3 separate regions of the Mus musculus genome follow, and regions 1 and 3 are each linked to region 2. A link is a contact called in public Hi-C and Micro-C data. All regions are on one chromosome and are shown on one strand. Each heading gives the region's core, a stretch centred on a gene start, on an enhancer-like site or on the middle of the called end of the contact. The rest is flanking DNA. Distances are from core to core; before and after follow the strand shown. Region 1 overlaps Lpar1 (lysophosphatidic acid receptor 1). Region 2 holds the start of Musk (muscle, skeletal, receptor tyrosine kinase). Region 3 overlaps Lpar1 (lysophosphatidic acid receptor 1).

Evidence for each region. A called contact is a pair of places that touch in the nucleus more often than the background predicts.
Region 1: a Micro-C map of muscle stem cells shows a contact between it and region 2, with 2.8 times the contacts expected there. The contact joins the enhancer-like site here to the promoter of Musk in region 2. A contact is called at or near these places in 2 of 39 promoter capture datasets (frontonasal cranial neural crest and second pharyngeal arch cranial neural crest), 1 of 15 datasets of contacts at CTCF or cohesin (the NIH/3T3 cell line), 4 of 484 Hi-C or Micro-C datasets (bone marrow-derived macrophages, embryonic cerebral cortex, muscle stem cells and 1 more) and 2 of 9 other capture datasets (adipose tissue and liver).
Region 3: a contact with region 2 is called in a Hi-C map of muscle stem cells, with 2.4 times the contacts expected there. The contact joins the enhancer-like site here to the promoter of Musk in region 2. A contact is called at or near these places in 9 of 39 promoter capture datasets (the 3T3-L1 cell line, 3T3-L1-derived adipocytes, the HPC-7 cell line and 5 more), 1 of 15 datasets of contacts at CTCF or cohesin (the NIH/3T3 cell line), 8 of 484 Hi-C or Micro-C datasets (the C2C12 cell line, cortical neurons, cumulus cells and 3 more), 2 of 115 datasets of contacts at active chromatin or transcription factors (the NIH/3T3 cell line and fibro-adipogenic progenitors) and 2 of 9 other capture datasets (adipose tissue and macrophages).

What each region holds. Positions count from the first base shown.
Region 1 is chr4:58,519,384-58,522,083 of GRCm38.p6, reverse strand. The region is part of intron 1 of Lpar1 (lysophosphatidic acid receptor 1); the gene reads left to right. Among named protein-coding and RNA genes, the nearest start is that of Lpar1, 33 kb to the left of the region's middle. Within about 2 kb of position 1,368, at least 12 of the 459 cell types and tissues checked have an H3K27ac peak or open chromatin away from gene starts, as enhancers often do. A contact at or near this core is called in muscle stem cells, where this site is marked.
Region 2 is chr4:58,284,568-58,287,267 of GRCm38.p6, reverse strand. Musk (muscle, skeletal, receptor tyrosine kinase) reads right to left here and starts at 1,306. Exons shown (of 15, transcript NM_001037129.1): 1 at 1,078-1,306. The coding sequence starts at 1,156.
Region 3 is chr4:58,468,462-58,471,161 of GRCm38.p6, reverse strand. All of the region lies in intron 3 of Lpar1 (lysophosphatidic acid receptor 1), which reads left to right. Among named protein-coding and RNA genes, the nearest start is that of Mir3095, 29 kb to the right of the region's middle. Within about 2 kb of position 1,306, at least 51 of the 459 cell types and tissues checked have an H3K27ac peak or open chromatin away from gene starts, as enhancers often do. A contact at or near this core is called in the C2C12 cell line, the NIH/3T3 cell line, muscle stem cells and 1 more, where this site is marked.

The DNA.
Region 1 (2,700 bases), core at 119-2,618, 230 kb before region 2:
ATTAATGGGGGTCTTTTGGGTGGATCTGCCTCTCACACTTAGGCTGGTGGTCCTGTGCAGTGAACAGCTTGCCCTGCTGGCAAAGATGATGCCGTGTAGGCCCTGTCACCTGACTACTAAACCAGGAGAGACCCCCTAGCTCTGTTTTCCTATCAAGGCCTCTTATCAAGGAGGGTCCCATTGTTCTGGAGTTATAATCATCTTCTTCCTGTACACAACCCAGCATGTTCAGGAGCCTATGGACCAATGGATGATTTGTGGTGCTTACTGACTTAGGAGAGAAACTTTGATACTGGTCAGAGAAGGGAGAATAAGCTAATGTTTGTCTTTCTCATCTCCTGGATTCCTATGTTGAAATTCTAATCCCCAGGGTAATTACATTAGGAGATGGTGATTAAGTCAGGAGAGTGGAACCTTCATGAGTGGTGGTGACTTTATAAAAGGTGGGTCCTGAGTGTCCTCTTTGTTTTGTGTGAATTGTGAGAATTCAGTGGTTAGGCGGAAGGTCTCATACCAGTACCCATCTCTGCTGTTAGTGTCGATGGATCATAGACTTCTGATCTTCAGAACAATGAGAAATCTGCTTGTTGTAGAGGCCACTTAGGCAATGGTGGAGGCCAGGGCAGTGCAAATGCACTAATAAGAAGCTAGCTGGCCATGCCTACAGGTAGCAGAGCAGCATAGGCGGACGCTCCTCATGGTTTTCTCTGGGAGAGACTCATATTCTGGCGAGTAAGGTGGAGAGGGGGAGGGGGAGGGCTGACCCTTCTGATCCAGCTGTTCTTTCTTCTCGGCAACTGTAGCTCCCATGGAACGTTGTCTGTTGTTAATTTGTCTCCTTCTGCGCTGTAGTCACCGTCTTCCCAGGTCCCTCTCAATCACTGTTCGTGACTTTGGGCTGTTTGGAGGTTTTTGTCTTTTTGTTTTTGCTTATCTGTATTTTTACTAGAAATTGGGTGTGCTCTGTGGTAAATTGGGGATGATGTCGTCTTTACTCGGAAGTTTGCAAGCCTTATTGATTAACTACAGCTGTTGATGCTAATGAACTATCTCTGTGTTGAGCTGGTGTGAAAGCTGTTAGACTTGACTGTTCTTAAGGATCGATGCAGCCGCTCCAGGAAGAACACGGCATATAGGAGCCATCTTTCCACAGATCACATGCCATCTGCAAATGACAAAAAAAAAAAAAAAAAAAAAAAAAAGCTGCCCATCTCTACAATTTCCTGTCTTCTTTTAAAATTACAACCTAATAACTTAAAAAAAAAGCCTTTGTGTAAGTTAGAATTTCCTTTTCCAGTTGAGCTGTGATATGATCTCAGGCTCGTGAACAGGATATGAATGTAGGAGACCTCAGACCTTCTGGCCAGCTCATTTAGCAGAGGAGAGCTTGCCGCAGACTTTGTCTAAAGTTGCTGTTTTCAGCAGCAGTAGCCTCTCCCACTAAGATGCTCATAAGATGCTCAGCATCCAGCCGCTTCATCCTATGGGCCGACTCCAGGAAGATGTGGGGACATTCTCTTCTGGTTAAGCTCTATTAAAAAGCCGTGTGTTCTTAGGCTCTTGGCTGAGTGTTTTGTACCCGAGACTTATAAATGGCAACACCTTCTCTCAGAATGGTGCCTTTAGAATTACAGCTAAAGTCTTTACTGAATGAGTCAGAAAATTTCTCCTAAGACATTTTCTAGTAGTCTTTAGAAATGGCCTTCAGTTTGGATTAAAGTCCACTTTGCTTTAGTTTTTAAGAGAAAGGACCCATTTTGTCTCTTAGACTGGGTATTAAAAATACATATGACTGTGTTTTTGTTTTTGTTTTTGTTTTCTCACAGTCTTGAGCTGTCTGCTCTCTGTTCTGTACAAGGCCTTGTGGAGGCCTTGATCTATGAAATGGACAGTGTAGTGAGTAGATCCTTGGGTGAACTCTGGACCACCAGCACCAGCTTGGCCAGGGATTCATTGTTAAATCATGTTAATAGGCCCAGCCTATACCGACTGAGTCAGGGACTCAGCAGCTTGAGGCCTGCGACCTGCTTCTGAACAGTCATTCCAGTGGACACTTGGGACTACGTGTTGTAGTTCGAGAACTGGTTGACTGCACATCTGGCTTTCAAGGTTAACTCACTTTGAGAGCCTGTGAAAATATGGATTCTAGGTCCTATCCATAGAACAGGAGTCAGGAGGTCTTGGCAGGGTCTGGGAGTCAGGGTTTTCTTTGGAAGAGTGTACTCCATTTCCCACTCTGTCTAATGGATTACTCAGCAGCTGTTGTGTTCATCGTAACAACTTGTTCCAACTGGGATCTTTAAAGAATTCAGGTTGCAGATAATGGCATGTAATCTAAAGTTAGCTTCTGAGTTCCTTAAGAAATTTCATTTCAGAAATAATAAATACCTTAAAAAATGTAGATATCTAGGTCCTACTAGGTTAAAACCCCTCATTGAGTTTGGTTAAACCTGCATTGTTTAGCGTTCATTTTGTGTGTTATAGCAACTGAGAATGATGAGTTTTTAATATTTTACTATTTATTGACAGTTGCTATAAGATATTGTCATATTAATATCTTTATGTATTTTGTATCATACACAGGGCAACTCTTACCAAGATTTAGTAGATCTCTCGGTATCTTCCCTCTTTCTCAATATTATGCAACTTTTTTCTTCTTTTGATTTAATCTTCAGGGGTCTCAGAGTAAAAAACCTTACT
Region 2 (2,700 bases), core at 57-2,556:
TGGCCTCGGGGTTCTAGAACCTTAGGTGAACTATAAAATTTAAAGATGTGCTTCCTACGTACATACAAATGCCATTCATTAATTATTCAAGATAAGATTTTTCAGTACTTTGGCAACCCAGTGGAAACAGGAAACAATCCATCTGACTGAAATCTAGAACTCTGCATAACGCTGTTGTAGGACACTTTTTCTCATGGCACCATCTGATAGCATTTAGTCTGCTTTTTCATGCCCTGCCTTGAAGCTCCCTTCTCTTTGCAAATCACGTATTTTCCACTCTTCCTGATTCTAGCTTTCAAAATTCTCGGCCAGAAACCACTGCTCTGTGGACATTCTTGCTGCTGCAACAGGTGTTTGTCACTTTCTTAAGTTGCTTTCCCCCTTAGGTGGTGTTATTTCCGGTACATTCCAAAGGCACTGGAAAAAAAAAAAAGCTAGTGCAACCACTTGCCAAGCCCAAATCATGACCCCAGTAGCAAAGTTACGGAGAATCTGTTGTCTCTGGGCTTTTATTGGCACTTGTCTTCCGTGTGTCTTTCTCTGGATCTGATTTCTAGCTACTAAAATGTTCACTAAGAGTTTGGTAAAAAAAAAAAAAAAAAAAAAAAAAAAAAAAACAAAACTGAAAGTAGAGACGACTTTTTCTCAGGAGCAAAACACTCTGGATTTCTGGAAATGGAGTGGATTATATTCTTGGCAAGCCCTGTATGGAACGTTTTTGATCGTTCATTTAGACCACCCCAGTGTCTGACAGAAAAAGAGCCGACCTAGGTTAACTCATGGTCTGCCTGGTAATGTCTCCCTAGAAGGGAGGTCTCTGCACACATCATGTTGTGTTTAATTGTAGAACTTAGAAGGGAACTATCATCAGAGAAGAACCAATCAGTCTGTATATGCTTCTCTCTCTCTCTCTGTCTCTCCCCGTCTTTCTCTCTCTCTGTGTGTCTGTCTCTCTGTCTCTCTCTCTCTCTGTGTGTCTCTCTCTCTCTCTCTCCATACATTCTATCCCTACATCACACAATGAATCAGTCACTATGAAGCTCACACGCACTGTAGGGCAAGATTGTACAGACCAACCTTTTGGAAGTTTCTCAGTCCCGCTGAAGGCAACCAGGGTGAGCATCTGTAACAGTGGAATGTTGACAAGCTCTCTCATGATTAATCCAGGCTCAGGAAGAAAGGTTGCTTCTGGACAACGTGAGGAAAAAAAAAAAAAAAAAAAAAACAAAAAACACGCTCCCGGGTTTACATTTTAAAGCATGGTTTGTTACAATAGAGTTGTCCGCTAAGGACTGTTTGTGTCTGCAGCGCCACCGGCTCTAAGTAGAATCAGGAATCCTCAAACCTGGCTGTAATGATGGACGTGGCCAGCTGGGGAGAACTCACTCAGGCCAGTAATGCAAGTGGAGGGCTGGAGGAACAAGGGAAAGAAAATCCCTTCAGAATCCCTTTTAAGACGGTGGCAGAAGGACAATACCAGATGCCTTTCTCGGCCATCATTGCTTTCCCTGAGCTCCAGCGTTCCTAATGCGAGGTCCATCCCCCACCTCTCCTGCACTCAAATGAGGAATCTGGATCAAACTAATTTTGACTTTCTTCATCGCTCACCTGACTCCCAGCTGATGGCCAGCCTAGCCCAGCTGCTCCGGATTTCAACCCCTACACGTTCCTTGAATTCTTCCCCTTTTCCCCTGCTCTAGTAAGGTATGACTAACCTGTTTCTTAGGCAATCATTACAAGTCTTACACTTTTATCCCTGGGATATTATGAACATGAGATAGCCTCTCCTGTCCCAAAGGCTGCAGTGATTTCTTGTCACATAAAAATACATGCAATCCTCTCTGCTGTGACATAAGGGGACTCGCTGGCATCTACTTGTCTCTCTAGCTTCGTCTTTTATGATCCAGGTTTCTTACTAGTCTGTATCATATTTGATGGCCTGCTGGCAGTGAATTGTTTCCAAGCAACCCTAACTGACTAGAGGGCTGATATCTTCCCACATTTGTGGTCGACTGCATGAAACCATACCTACCACCTACCCCTGAAACATAAAGGCTGGCTGCACCAGTTCTTCCAGTAGGATCTTCCAGTAGGATGCAACCTTAAGATGGTGCTGAAGTAATGTTCATGAAAGCATACTGTATTCATGACTTCTTTTATTGTTATGAATTTGTTCACTGTTATGATGGAAACTACCTAGTTTCCATTCCAAATTATAGCAATTACTGTAACAGGTGTTAACAAGAAGACGGAGGAAAAGAACATTTATACATTGTTGATAGGATCTAAGTCAGAGAGAGAGAGAGAGAGAGAGAGAGAGAGAGAGAGAGAGAACATCTGGTCACACTGCATTCACACTTAGCAAGCAGAGACAGCTAAAGGTTGTGTTCAACTTGCTTTCTTCTTTCTCTTTTTTGATTTATCCAGGGCCAAAACCCATGCAATGATGGCACCCACATTTGGGGTAGGTCTTCCCTCCTTCACCTTTCTGGACACATCTTTGCAGACATGGTCAGAGGTGTGTCTCCTAGGTGACTACATATCACAGCTGCAAACCATAGTAATGAAGGCAAAACTTCGAGTCTCCAATTTTCATTTTGTAAAACCATCTTAAATGTAGTTCATATACACCCTATGTAAACAAAAACACAGTAAACGGTATAGGCAGGCATATAGTAAAGAATTACCCTCACACTTTCC
Region 3 (2,700 bases), core at 57-2,556, 180 kb before region 2:
TATGTGTGTTGTATGTGTTTGTTGTGTATGCATGTGTGTGATGTGTATGTGCAGTGTGTATAGAGTGTAAGTGCACATGTATGTGTGTGTTGTATGTGTTTGTTGTGTGTGATGTGTATGTGCGGTGTGTATAGAGTGTAAGTGCACATGTATGTGTGTGTATGTATGTGTATGTGTGTGGTGTGTTTGTTGTATATCTAGGTGTGTGATGTGTGTGTATGTGTGTGTGTGTGTGTGTGTGTTATTGAATAGCCAAATAGTTGTGGAGATGAAGCCCTATCTTTATCTCCTTTAGTAAAGGGGAGAGATTATTTTCATTGCCAACACTTTCTATTCTTTCTATCAACACTACTATGCATCTATCCCATAGTCTTTACAACACTAATGACTGAGCATGGCTATTAAAATGGGTAATGAAGTAGAAGGTGTGATTAATCAGTTGTGTTGTAGATTATTGTGCAGATGTGGTACTGTGCTAAGACCGATGGCATTCTGTACTGGAATTTTCTAGTATTTTATTTAGTTCAACCTGGATTTTACCACTTCTGGAGCAAGAAGTCTGTCACTAATGTGTCTGCACATGAAGCAGTACATACTAAAGTTGGAAATGGGAGCAGAAAATATTTTTCCATGTATATGCTATGCTCAGTCAGTAGCATACTGTGAGACTGTGTGGCTGCTGTTACAGAGTGGCAGTACTGTCCCTTGGCAACTATTGACTCTCCTGTGGTCATTTATGTATGACCACATGTATGAGTCATATATGTAGTTACATCCTGAATGGCTTATCTGGTTGTGTAATAATTTGGCTCACTGTTTTAATTAGATGCTGATGACAGGGTTTTCCCCTATCTTCATAAGTGTGACTATTTGAATGCTGATCCACGTGTAATTGAATTTTGTTGGGGTTATTTTCTGCACTGTGTTTTGTAAGTTGGCTTCCGTCTTTTCAGTAGTTTAACACATAGCCACACTTAGAACATTCTCAGTCTGTCACCCTTTCTGATGGAACTGAGGAAATTTTTGGTGTTAAATCTTCTCGAATAAGTTATACAAAGACAATGTTTAAACTTTTATTCATTCTGATATAAATTTTCACAACTAAATCATTTACTGTTATGAATTTTTATTTTTATTTAATTTTTGATATAAATTATACTAAATTGTGTGGCATTTGCTCAATTTCAGCTTTATTTTAATTTTTTCCCTACCAAATGTTAAGTTTTATTTTTAGTCTTAGGGGAGTTTCTGAAACCATACATTGGTGATGACGGGTCTCACGAAGGACTCACTGGTCTTTGGAACTCAGTGACTCATACTTTGTCATACATGGGTAAGGTTCTGAGCAAGAACCCTTCCCCTTTTACTTTAGTTGAGAATTTCCTACAATGTGTTTTTATTACACTCACCCCCCCATGCCTCCCAGATTCACCCCCTTCCTTACCCACCCAACTTTGTGTCATCAAAAACAAACAAACAAACAAACAAAACAAAACAAAACTAAACAAAAACCCCCAAAACTATCAAGGGTAATTTTGAGCAAGAATCTTAATCTCTTTGAAATTCAGTCCTGTTATCAGCCAAACATAGGAACTACTTCCCTAATGATCATGTGTGATGGTCAGGAAGGATGGTCTTTTTATAGGAGATGCTGTCTGGGTGTCAAAGATGGGCACTTTTGCAGCTGCTCATATACAGTTTACAGTATATAGGGCAGTGACCCAAAATTTTAAAAACGTTTGGCACGTGGTGTGAGAAACATGCTAACTATTCTAGCTCCAGGCTCTTCGCCTGCTGGGGAGTGATGTTAGATCGTCCATTTAACCTTCATGACGACTTCCTGTCTACTCCATGATGGCTTGCACTACATCAAGGTTTTGCCAAGTGTGATCCAAGGACCACCTGCGTCTGAGTCACCGGGATGCTTGTTAAAGGGTACTGGGTCTCTGCCCAGACCTACTGTAGTGGAGTCTTTGTGTTGGCACCCAGACATGAATATGTCAGTCACACAAGTCTGACAGGGCCACCAGTCTCTAGCTTTGGTTTAAATGGCCTGGTATTCAACTTTTTTTTTTTTCAACTTAAAAATTCTACTTTTTACTTTTTCCAGAAAAATTGGCACTATTGTTTTTTTTGGTTCCATTTAACTATTGAGTACCTGTGACAGTCCCAGGCATATCAGTTTGCATACCTGCTTTGAGAGAGAGAGAGACAGAGAGACAGAGAGACTCAGAGACAGACAGACAGACAGACAGACAGACAGAGACAGAGACAGGATGGGGAGAGAAATGGAAAGAAGAGTTTCTGGACAAGGCTCAAAACAGATAAAATTCTTAAGTCCCGAACAACTCCTTTCAATGCAAACTCATATTTTCATACAGGAAGGTTGATCTCAAAAGTATTTGAAATGACCACTCCAGTTATGACACCTCAGGAAAGTGTGTCACATACAACTCAGTGGTTACAGCAATACCTTCAGAAGTTACAGAATCTCCTAGAGGCATGGGAATTTCTCTGAAAGTCTTTTATTTCTCTCGGGAAGAGATAGAACACAATGCCCCCCTTTTTAAATTAAGCCAGTAACAGTTATATATCTCTGCCTGGGAACTTTGTTGAGAAGGGGACACTGGCTGTTTACTTCTTCCCAGGCTATATAAGGAGTGGGCCATCCTCTTTGATTTTCTTGGATCAACATGGTGT